Linked DNA regions of Mus musculus: region 2 is linked to region 1. A link is a contact called in public HiChIP or PLAC-seq data. All regions are on one chromosome and are shown on one strand. Each heading gives the region's core, a stretch centred on a gene start, on an enhancer-like site or on the middle of the called end of the contact. The rest is flanking DNA. Distances are from core to core; before and after follow the strand shown. Region 1 has its middle 15 kb from the start of Gm31889. Region 2 overlaps LOC105244755 (a long non-coding RNA gene).

Region 1 (6,134 bases), core at 1,369-3,868:
GTGCTTCACAGCTGAGTCACTGGACGTTGGTTGATGGACGATATTACTTGTGTGCTCTGTTATCTCTGCTGGAGCCCTCTCAGCGGCGCCTCCCTATTGATGACTCCTAAATCGTTAGAATTCCTCGTGGCCATGAGAGTGACCCTTGGGGGTTCAGACAGGGGAAGAAAGATTTCTTTTAGATGTCATTAGTCAAAAAAAAAAAAAATGTGATGATGCCATTCATAAAAGCAACCACCAGAGCATGCATGGGTAGCACACTCCTCTCTCTGGGTGGAGTACTCCACTTAGTATTGATGCAGCCCTTCCTCTAGTGTCCGGGACAGTCTTTCATTTACATCTTGCAGGTGTTCTGAGAGATAGGCTCTAACTTCCATCCCAGTCTTTCAAATAAGGATGGTAAAAGACAGATTCAATAACCCAAAGTCACAAGGAGCCAGGATTTGATGTCCCAGCCTGGCTCACAATGTCCCAGCTTTTTCCTCACTAAGCTTCACTACCATAACCAAGGACAGGAAGAGGAGCCATGGAGAAGAGGAGGGAGGACCTTAAAGCCCAGCTCTTGCTAGAGTCCTTGTTTTTTCCTGGGTCTCCAGCAGAGGGCACCCATGACTTAAATTATGTGGGTTCCCACTTGGAAAAAAAAAAAAACCCGGATCCTAAACCTTCCTTTGTCCATTAGTCTTGAAATATTTCTAGCGTACTAACTGAAGGAAAGATCCATGGGAACAAGTAAGTTGATGTTTCAGAATATTTCTTGGAGGACTTGAAAAGGGGGCATTTAACCAAGAGCCTAACAAATGAGGCTTATTCCCAGACACTACACTAGGAAAGCCTGCTCCCCATTGACTTGCAAACGCTTGACGGTATGGAGCAAAGCCCTGTGTTTAGTAGGGTTTGGGGCATTCAGCCTTCCACACCTGTGTGTTAGGGAGTTTTCTTTCTAGGGGTATTTGTCACATCCTTTGCAGGAAATTACCTCAGAGGGACAATCCTGGAAGGCCACACTGGAGGTCAGATACAGAACTCCCCCTTGCATAGAGTCTCTGTGAGGGGAATCTCTGCATTTCTTTACCCTTTCGGTACACACAGTTAACAATGAGTGTGATCTGTTTTTATTTTATGTTCACTGGTGTTTTGCCTGCATGTACATCTGTGTAAGAGTGCCAGATCTCCTAAAGCTGGAGTTGCAGCTATAAGCTACCACATGGGTGTCAGGAATTGAACCAGAGTCCTCCGGAAGAACAGCCAGTGCTCTTAACCAGTGAGTCATCTCTCTAGCTCCCTCTTTTTCGGTGTTCAAGACAGGGTTAGTCTTTGTGGTCCTGGACCTCTGTACTAAGCTGACCTGAACTCAGAAATCAGACTGCCTCTGCCTCCCAAGGACTAGGATTAAAGCCGTGCGCCACTCGAGAGCTTTTAGGGCAAATGGGCCAAGTTTTTTTTCTGGTTGTAAGAAAGTCCCGCCAACCTTCTGCACATGACCCAGCTACTCTGAGGAGACCTGATAATTTTGGGGGATCCTCAGCAGTCTGTCTGCTATAGTGTACTTGTATCCTATGAAGCCCATGTACGAAAGTCACAAGGTGATATAAGGTACTGAGGTCCTGAACGGGTGGGGCCGTGGTGTCCCGCCTCTTCTTGCTGGAACAATCACAGCATGAACCATCCCCATGACCACAGGTGGGCAGATACCAGATCTGTTAGTGCCTCGGTCTTGAACTTCCAAATTCCCAAACTCTCAACAACATATTTCTGTTGTTTGTAAAGGGTCTAAGTTTGCGACATTTTATTGCAGCAGTCAAAATAGACAAAGACACCCCCAAAGTGACTCCTTTTCTGTGCATCCTGTGACATAAGAAAGTGGACTCAGTGTTAACTCACAGGCTGCCCTGGTGGCAGCCTCCAGCCAGGGGCTAGGTTCAGAACTTAGTTCTTCCTCTTGTGGGCTCATCAGCAGCCCCTGAGCAGCCTGCTTACTGGCTCTGGACCACAGCTTCCTCACTAGCGAAATGAAAACAGTGAGCTTCGCCCTCAGCATGATCCACAAATAAGGTAAGGATCTGAGGCTTAGTGGGGGACGCAGGGCAAGCACTCTGTATGCCTCAGCGGCTGCATCTGTGCAAATCAGGGCTCCATGGAAAGGAACTTTGTCATCTCTCATTGCCGAGGTCTTCACTGATGTCCCAGCAATTTCTTCTACTCTGGGTGACACGACCAAACTTCAGTCTTCCCCAGGGAGCATGACACCCCTCCCTCTATCTTTCCCAAATGCAAACTCCCCCCACTTCTGGGTGGTGTAGAAATTCTGCTCACTGGAGTCAGGTGCCTAGGCACTTGTCCCTCAGAACCGACCAGCTTGGAGGTCAGCTGAAGTTCAGGAGGGCCTCTGTTCTAGTCACTGTTTATAGATCTGCCAGAGTTTGTAAGTCAAAGGCCCATTTGGGGCCTCCAGAGCCAAGGCCAAGAGGGCAAGCACACAATGCAGCCCTTCTTTGGAGGCCTTGTTTACCTTCCGGGAGCAGGCAGGGTGTGGCAAGAACTTCTGGGTGGCGAGAATTACAGGGTGTGGTGAGAATGTTGGGTGTGGCTGCCCAGGCCAGGCCTTGAAGAAAGCTGCCAAGCAACAAGGCAGGGGACCCAGTGGCCCAGGTCTGACTGACTGTGGGGAAGTGGCTGGTGGTGTCTGCTGAGGCCTGGCTCTGCGGTAGAGTAACTAATGCCCTGACTCCCTCACTTGCCAAACACAATAATAGGGTAACAGACCAAGAAGGTACTTCACTCAGCATGGCCCTCCATAGCTTTCCTGTCATGTTAAAAAGTAAGCCCCAGGGGGCTTCGTGAGAGTCTTGGTGCCCACATTAACTATTTTTTTTTAAAGATTTATTTATTTTATTTATATGGGTACACTGTTGCTGTCTTCAGACAGAACCAGAAGAGGGCATCAGATCCCATTACAGACGGTTGTGAGCCACCATGTGGTTGCTGGGAATTGAACTCAGGACCTCTGGAAAGAGCAGTCAGTGCTCTTTACCACTGAGCCAGCCCCCCCTCCCCCGCCTCCCCCCCCCCCTATTCATTTTGGGACCTTGGTGAAATGGCTGGAGATTCTAATGTGACATGTAGCATTTCTTCCATCCAAGCTTTGGACTGAGCCTGGATCCATCTAGGATCAAGTGACCAGAGACCTTCAACCATCCATGAGAATGTTATTTTGGAGACTGTAGAAGCTCTGGTAGGGTTTTGGGGAGAGATGAGTCTGACCTGGGAGCCAGGAAGCCACTCTCTATCCTCTAACTAACTCACTGGATGAGATATCCACCCGGAATAAGATCCAAGGGAGAGACAGAAATCCACTCCATAGTTTTATTGTAAAGACCACCGGCCATATATCCAGATGATGTTCCAACTGGTAATAAGAACACATGCTCCACTATGTTTATAGCAGCCTTATTTATAATAGCCAGAAGCTGGAAAGAACCCAGATGCCCCTCAACAGAGGAATGGATATAGAAAATGTGCTACATTTACACAATGGAGTATTACTCAGCTATTAAAAACAATGAATTTATGAAATTCCTAGCCAAATGGATGGATCTGGAGGGCATCATCCTGAGTGAGGTAACCCAATCACAAAAGAACTCACATGGTATACACTCACTGATAAGTGGATATTAGCCCAGAAACTTAGAATACCCAAGAAGATACAATTTACAAAACACATGAAACTCAAGAAGAAGGAAGACCAAAGTGTGGACACTTCCCCCCTTTTTAGAATTGGAAACAAAACCCCCATGGAAGGAGTTATAGAGACAAAGTTTGGAGCTGAGATGAAAGGATGGACCATCCAGAGACTGCCCCACCCGGGGGTCCACCCCATAATCAGCCACCAAACGCAAACATTATTGCATACGCCAGCAAGATTTTGCTGAAAGGACCCTGATATAGCTGTCTCTTGTGAGGCTATGCCGGGGCCTAGCAAACACAGAAGTGGATGCTCACAGTCAGCTATTGGATGGAACACAGGGCCCCCAATGGAGGAGCTAGAAAAAGTACCCAAGGAGCTGAAGGGGTCTGCAACCCTATAGGTGGAACAACAATATGAACTAACTAGGACCCCTAGATCTCATGTCTCTAGCTGCATATGTATCAGAAGATAGTCTAGTCTGCCATCATTGGAAGAGAGGCTCCTTGGTCTTGCAAACTTTATATGCCCCAGTACAGGGGAACGCCAGGGCCAAGAAGTGGGAGTGAGTGGGTGTGTGTGGGGGGAGGGTATGGGGGACTTTTGGGATAGCACTGGAAAGGTAAATGAAGAAAATACCTAATAAAAATTAAAAAAAAAAAAAAAGACCTTCATCCTAGCTGCCTAGAAGCCAGTCTTCTTTCGGGATAGCATTTGAAATGTAAATGAAGTAAATACCTAATAAAAAAATTGGAAAAATAAATAAATAAAAGGGCCACCGGCTTAGGACAGGTCTGGAACAGGGAAGCTTCTGTAGAGACCAAGCCATTCACCCTCCCCAGGTATGGCTCAGACGTGTCCAAACTTCAAGCCCATGACCCACATGTACCCAGGATATGCGGGTCATATGTATGAATGCAGCCCAGCTCAAAATCTTAGTTACTTCAAGCATTCTAAGATCATTTACAATTAAAAAACAAAACAAAAAAAAAAATCAACTCTATTGTGTGGTTCTGGAGGCAGCGCAATCCCTGGGGTACTTGGCACCCCAGACTTTCTGGGGTTAGAGAAACACTGCAAGACCGTGTGAAGTTCCCATGTCAACTTTTTAGGGCTCCATGTTCACCCACACCCACAGCCATTGTCACCCAAAGGTTTTAAGCCCTATGTAAATGTTGATCACACAAATCTGTCTTCCCGGGCCTGACTGTCTGAGCGCTGTCTGGGGGTGCTCCAAGTTGCTACTTTGGATTCAAGCCAAAAAAGACCGAGTCGGTTGCATGAGAAAACAGATGGTCTACGACTGTAACAGCAACAAGGCTGGGAGTGAATCCCAGCTTTGAGGGCTTTCGTTTTGGGGATTTCTCTATCTGGAGAAGATATAAAATACAGAAAAGCACAGTTCTTGGTGCGTCCTGCAAGTGAGGTCTTACAGGGACCTCCAGTGTGGGATGGATGTTCCCGGAACAATAAGAGTGTGGAGAGTGACCCAGAGGCCTGGTGATGGGATTGAAGGTGGGCTAGCCTGGCTTTAGGGTCTTGTTGTAGGTGTAGGAGAAGCAGGTGTCGGACTTGAGGGACCTTCCAGACCTTGGCAAGATTGCGCAATGGTTTGAAGGAAACAAACTGGATGCCCCGCCAGTTCCCAGAACAGTCTGAGAAGCTCTGTGAGGACCTCGGACTCTTGTGGTTAGAGAGAGACTTCCGGACGAAGGCTTGGGCCTGGGAGTAGGAGTTTGAACTAGAGCTTGCTCCACCCCCACCCCACCCTGCTTCCAGGTATTACAGGGAGAACCAGAGGGCAAAGTCCAAACGGAGCTGAAGCATGAAGAAACGCTTTAGGAATCCACAGCCAGAAAGCATCCACTGTTTCAATTAGCTTCAGTTTGATTCGATCGGACAGCTATTCCTAAATGGGTACTGTGTGCCAAGTGCAGGGCTGGAATATAGCAACGAGGAGACAGACAGACCCTGCCACATGTTAGATTTCTAACTTACAGGGAGAGACAGACGAAAACACAAGTATGTTGCTATTTAGTTTTCAACAGTCCTGTGCGCCACGGGACAGCTGTGACATTGCCTCTAGGGACAGAGCTGCTTTGTGGCTCCCACCCCATCCGTGGATCTGCTGGCCCCAGAAGCAAAGTGGTAGCCAGTTAGCCACTGGCTCCTCAGCCCCTCCCTATACTTACTGCTTCCTCCAGCTCAGCGGTGATTTTGAAAGCTGGTTTTTTTTCTCTCTCTCTCAATCGAACCTGGTTTTTCCAGTTTCTCTTGGCAGAAACTCTGGTCTGCATCCTACACAGAAGTAGAAATCTCCTCTTTCACTTTCATGTATTTCTTTCTTGTTTGGTTGTGTGTGTGTTATTGTTATGTGTGTGTGGTGTATGTGTGTGTGTTGCTGCTATGTGTGTGTTGTTGTTGCTGCTGCTGTTGTTTTAAGACACAA
Region 2 (5,941 bases), core at 798-3,297, 140 kb after region 1:
CTTTCCTTCTGCCTGGGGCTCTTCAGATCATTCATATCAAAATATTAAAAAAAAAAAAAGCTGTTGGGATTCAAACAGCAATTTAGCAAAGAAGATAAGTTCTCCTCTGGTTGTGGCCCTGGCTGAAGGAGCGCTCAGGGGCAGGCCAGGGAATCGAGGCTCCCTGGCTGAAGGAGCGCTCAGGGGCAGGCCAGGGAATCGAGGCTCCCGTATCGTATCCACCCATGTTTTCTCTGCCTTTTGTCCTGCCAAAGTTGTCTAGGGGCATCTGAGCAGACTCAATAAAGTCTGAAGTTGTATGCAGACTCATTGTACCTCAATTTCAGCCGCCCTCTATATGAAGAGGGAAGTCTGGCTTAGGGGAGAGGTTAGATCGAGCCTCTGGCTGACGCTTACTTTGTGATGACATGGCCAAATATCTGGACTTTTCTAGTATTCTTGTCCCCGGTACAGGTTGTTGGTTGGAGATTAACTTCACGACATACAGTAAAAAGAACTGTAGCATAGGTTTACTGAGTGACAGCCAAACCTTGACAACATGCTCATTTTTATTTGAGACAGGATCCCATGTGTCCCAGACTGGCCTTGAACTTGAGATGTAGCTGAAGATGACCTTAGACTCCTGATCTTCCAGATCCCGCTCTGCAAGTGCTGTGACTGCAGATGTAGCAATGTCTGGCTTTGTATAAAAAATTCTATATAAAATATGTTTTTGTATAAAAATTTTGTTTATATTTGTATAAAAATATTAAAATAACCTAAGCTCCATGAAGCTCATATCGTCTCTTATCCTGTCAGAAGCTCTCTGTATTAGTATGCTATTGTATTGCTGTGTAGCAAACCCAAGAAGCTGAAAACATTAGTAAACGTATAGTATAGACTGGCTGTATAGCTTAATGTAGAACATCTGTGTAATATACACTAGGGGATAAGTTCAAGACCTAGCATCATAAAAATAAATAAATAAATCAAGTGCATAATACATAAATAAATCCCACAGTTTCTGTGTGTCAGGAATGGCTTGATTGGGTGGTTCCAACTTAGAGTCTTTTATAAGTTTGCTAGAGCTGTAGTCATCTCAAGTCTTGCCTGCAGTTCATGGGTCACCTTGAATATGGCAGGTCAGCTTTGGCTCTGCCAGCAGGGTTTATTCATCATCCCTTCATCACAGGATTGGTTGTCCTTGAGACCACTGGAATGCTCTTAAGGTATGTCAGCTGGCTTCCCCTTAGTGAGTGATCTAAGACACAGTAACAGCTGCACGTCTTCTATGACCTTGGGATGCATGTCCCAACATTTCTACAATGCCCCATGGTTACATGGCTCAGCCTATTCCACATGAAGAGAAGCACACTGGGTCTCTCCCCACTGCCCTGGCACACACACACACACACACACACACACACACACACACACACACACGGCATGACTGTGACCAAAGATCATTGGTGCTATCTTTGAGGCTGCATGCTACATCTTCCCCCATATATTTCTAGCACATTACTGCGTTTGCTTTAATAATGTTTAACTACAGCTATGGGTTTTGGTTGTTTGATACTTCCTGCTCAGTAGATTGTGGCCTTTCCAAGAGCAGGGTTTTTGTTTGTTTGTTTGTTTGTTTGATTTTTCAGTGCCTAAAACAGTACCAGGTACATAGTTGATACCCAGTATTGAGCACAAGCTGGGCTCTGTTTTTATAACTGTTTCAGCCCTGGACAATTGTTTTGTCCTAGAGTAGAGACTATACTTTGACTTTATTTTATTGGCTTCTGCATTCTTTGAAAAATTTGTCACTAAGTAACCTTATTAAAAAGACTGAGCACATTTCCTTTAAAAGTCCCACATGCAATTAAAGCCATTATTTGACTAGTGAGCATCTTGCTAAATTACACATGGACTGCTAACTTGATTATGTTTGCGGGAATTATCCATTTTCTGGATTATTTGCTAGAAAAAGAAAAGTACTCGACCGGCCACCCACTCTTCATTTTCCTTCCCAACCTCCTGAGGGAGGGGCGCTGGTATTCATCAGACACACAATGGGGTATCCATAGAACAATGCCTCACCCACACTCTCCTGGCTAGGGAGGAGAAATTTGGAGCGGGCATGGAGAAAACCGGATGAAAGTGTCTCTATTATTCCCCCTTCTCATGGGTATTCTGGGTGCAGAGTTTTGGAGCAAGAGATGCTATGGGGGGTGGGGGTGGGGTGAGTTTTGGTGTTTGAGAAAGACCAGAATGAGTGAGAGCCAGGAGAGGGGCCACCAAAGTTGAATGCTAAGGCTGTTCTGATCTTGCCTCTAATGAAAGGTGATGACGGCTCCTGATTTTCTTCAAGGCTCAGCACAGTCTCCCCCACCCAATTCCCCAACCATGTAAGAAAGCAAAAGGACACCTCAGGGGAAACCAAAGGAGTTTGCCTTTAGTTGGCATCATGTACAGGACCCTGTGGGTAGCTGTGGATAACTGGACATGGGGGAGACCCCACAAGCAAATGGACACATTAGCACCTTCAGGTGCCTCTCTTCACTAACTGTGGCTAGATGGCTCTGTGTGAAGGAGGACTGAGTTAGAATGTATTCGGGATGGATTCTCCTGGGGCCTGCCTTTCCTTTCCATGACTCTCTCAGAGCAAAGGCTTTACTAGTTATCAAGTACCAAGTACCTGCTTGCCTCAGTCCAAGCCCTTGATCCAGTACTCAGAGGAGGTGACCTTACATGAGTCCTTCCACTTTTCTGTGCCTCCATTTCCTCCAGTGTGGAGTGAGGATAATGATTGTCCTTTATGAGCAAAACGACTACACTGGGAGAAACCATGAAGTACTAGAACATTTGGTCATTATATTTTATTAAAGGATTCATGCCATAGCCACATATGAAGCAGTGGATGTTGATATGTGCTAGAGTAAGGGAACAGTGAAAAGCTCCTAGATGAGACTCTCATGAAGCTTCTACTTGTACATGTGAGTGTGTGTGTGTGTGTGTGTGTGTGTGTGTGTGTGTGTGTGTGGATAGTTAGGAATTGCTCATCCCGGATGTCTTTGTAAGGGTTTTTAGTGCTGTGAGGAGACACCATGACTGTGGCAACTCTTATAAAGAAAAACATTTAGTTGGGGCTGGCTTACAGTTCATAGGACTCTTCCTCCAACAAAGCCACACCTTCTCCAATAAAACCACACCTCCTAATAGTGCCACTTCCTATGGACCTACAGCGCCCATTTGTATTCAAACTACCACATTTCATTGTTTGCCCTCCCCCATGCTTGTAGACATATCATAATGCAAAATGCATTTAGTTCAACTTCAAAAGTCTATAAGAGTATCAATACTGCTTATGCAATCTCTTAACTGTAATCCCCTAGAAAATCCGAATCTAAAAGCCCTGAGATGACTGCTCCCTTTATTCCATTTAACACCAGGCTTTTCTTTAATCTGTTAATCTCCTTGAACAGAGGATTCAGCTCCATTCCACTTCCTGGTACTCCTTTTCTCCTCAAATTGTACATTTTGTGTTTTTTCTTGTTCAGCTTGCTCCTTTTCATTATAGATCTTCATAAAAGTGAACACAAAGCCAGGCGTGGTGGCACATGCCTTTAATCCCAGCACTTGGGAGGTAGAGGCAGGTGGATTTCTGAGTTCGAGGCCAGCCTGGTCTACAAAGTGAGTTCCAGGACAGCCAGGGCTACACAGAGAAACCCTGTCTCGAAAAACAAACAAACAAACAAACAAAAAAAAACCAAAAAAAAAAAAAAAAAAAAAACAAAAAAGAGTGAACACAAATAATCACACAGGATAGAGTCAATTTGAGGCTATTTTGAGATTTCTTTTGCCAATGGAATTATTCTAAAACTCTTCAATTTACCTTTAGGTAAACTTTTTAGGCAGGTGCAAACAGCCACATTCTCTGTCAAATTATGAGAAGAGTAGTCTCTAGACTACACCTTCTTCTCTGAAGCCTCTTAAGCCAGGCCCCCCCAGTTCAGATCACCCCTAGTACCACTGTCTTCTATGTTCCTACTAGGATGGCCCATTAAACCCAACTTAAAGCATCCAACTGCTTTTCTCATTCAAAGTTCCAAAGTTGACATTCCTTTAAACAAAAGTGTGGTCAAGCCTATCTCAGTAACACCCCAGGGCCTGGTACCAATTTTTGTCTTAGTTAGGGTTTTTATTGCTGTGAAGGGACGATTAAGGCAACTCTTATAAATGAAAACATTTAATTGAGATTGGCTTAGAGTTAAGAGGTTAAGTCCATTATCAACATGGCAAGAAGCATGGTGGCATGCAGACAGACAAGGTGCTGGAGATGGAGCTGAGAGCTCTACATCTGGATCCACAGGCAGTAGGAGGAGAACTGAGACACACTTCCTCCAACAAAGCCACACCTCCTAATAGTGCCACTCCGTATGGGTCTATAGGCGACATTTTTATTCAAACCACCACACCCAATGTCCATATTCTGATACCTGAAACCTGAGACTATGTTAAATTACAAAGCACAGGGGAATTAAGGTTGCAGATGGAAATAAGTTCACAACTCCCCTGGCTTTAAAATAAATATATAACCCTAAGTTATCCAGGTAGGCCCAATGTCATCAAATCCTTACATGATGGAAGGGGATCATAAGAGTGTCCAAATGAGGCTGCGTGATCCACTATTGCTGACTCTGACTCTGGAAGGAGGATGATATTCAAGGCGCACAGAATCCTTTCCATTGTGACAGAAGTGAACTGCAAAGGAATGAATTGTATACTTAAGTTTCTGGAACATAAACCAACTAAACTCTTGAGTTGTAGCTCAGTGAGTGCCATTTTAGACTCCCACCTCCAGAACTGTAAGACCATAAATCAGTTCAGGCCACCATGTTTGTGGTAATTTGTTTCAACAACAGTAGGAAGGAAGAAAAAGAAGAAAAAGTTAGTGAGTGTCTTGGTTAGTGTGATAAAACAGCGTGAACAAAGGCAACTTGGGTAATGTGGTGGTTTGAATATCCTTGGCCCATGGGAAGTGGCACTATTAGGAGCTGTAGCCTTGTTGGAGTAGGTATGACCTTGTTGGAAGAAGTATATCACTGTGTAGGTGGGTTTTGAGGGCTCTTAGTGTGTAAGCTCTGCTCAATATGGAAGAGAGTCTCCTCCTGGCTGCCCCTGGATCAAGATGGCTCCTCCAGCACCAAGTCTGCCTGCATGATGCCATGCTTCCCACCGTGATTATAATGGACTGAACCCAGGAAACGGTAAGTCAGCAGCAATTAAATGTTTGCCTTTATAAGAGTTGCCCTGGTCATGATATCCCTTCACAGAAATAGAACCCAAGCTAAGACAGGAAAGAAAGGGTTCATTTGGCTTATGCTTCTACATCACAGCTTATCAAAAGAAGTCAAGACAGGAACTCAAACAGGGCAGGAACCTGGAGGCAGGAACTGACGCACAGGCTGTGAAAAGGTGCTGCTCACTGGCTTGGTTTTATATATATATAACCCCACCCACAATAGGTTGTATCTCCCACATCAATCACTGAGAAGATGCTCTCTATCCCAATCTTATGGAAGCCTGTTCTCAATTGCTCCATGACTCTAGCTGGGATCAAGTTAATCGACAACTAGCTAGCACAACAAGTGAGTAATTCCAGGCAAGAGTAATGGAGTCCCATGCTGGGTAGCTTTTGTCAGCTTGACACAGAATGGAGTCACCTGGTGTGGTAGTTAGAGTGTAATTGGCCCCAACAGGCCCACAAGGAGTAGTACTATTAGGAGATGTGGCCTTGTTACAGTAGGTGTGGCCTTGCTAGAGGAAGTTTGTCACTGTGGGGGTGGCCTTTGAGGTCTTATATGCTCAGACAAGGAAAAAAGCAGTCACTTTCTTCACCAAAATATCATATGAACAATTTCCAGAGTTCAAATCATCTTCAGCACTAGTGTCTCCTATATTCCTACTTGGA

What was found. HiChIP or PLAC-seq counts read pairs in DNA pulled down with a chosen protein or histone mark.
Region 2: a contact with region 1 is called in an H3K27ac HiChIP or PLAC-seq map of embryonic stem cells, with 8 read pairs. The contact joins two enhancer-like sites. A contact is called at or near these places in 10 of 484 Hi-C or Micro-C datasets (the N1E-115 cell line, embryonic stem cells, liver and 3 more), 5 of 115 datasets of contacts at active chromatin or transcription factors (embryonic stem cells and intestinal villus epithelium) and 1 of 9 other capture datasets (embryonic stem cells).

Annotation. Positions count from the first base shown.
Region 1 is chr5:64,861,290-64,867,423 of GRCm38.p6, reverse strand. No RefSeq gene overlaps it. Among named protein-coding and RNA genes, the nearest start is that of Gm31889, 15 kb to the left of the region's middle. Within about 2 kb of position 2,618, at least 201 of the 459 cell types and tissues checked have an H3K27ac peak or open chromatin away from gene starts, as enhancers often do. A contact at or near this core is called in embryonic stem cells, where this site is marked.
Region 2 is chr5:64,723,342-64,729,282 of GRCm38.p6, reverse strand. All of the region lies in intron 1 of LOC105244755 (a long non-coding RNA gene), which reads left to right. Among named protein-coding and RNA genes, the nearest start is that of Gm26761, 27 kb to the right of the region's middle. Within about 2 kb of position 2,047, at least 6 of the 459 cell types and tissues checked have an H3K27ac peak or open chromatin away from gene starts, as enhancers often do. A contact at or near this core is called in embryonic stem cells, where this site is marked.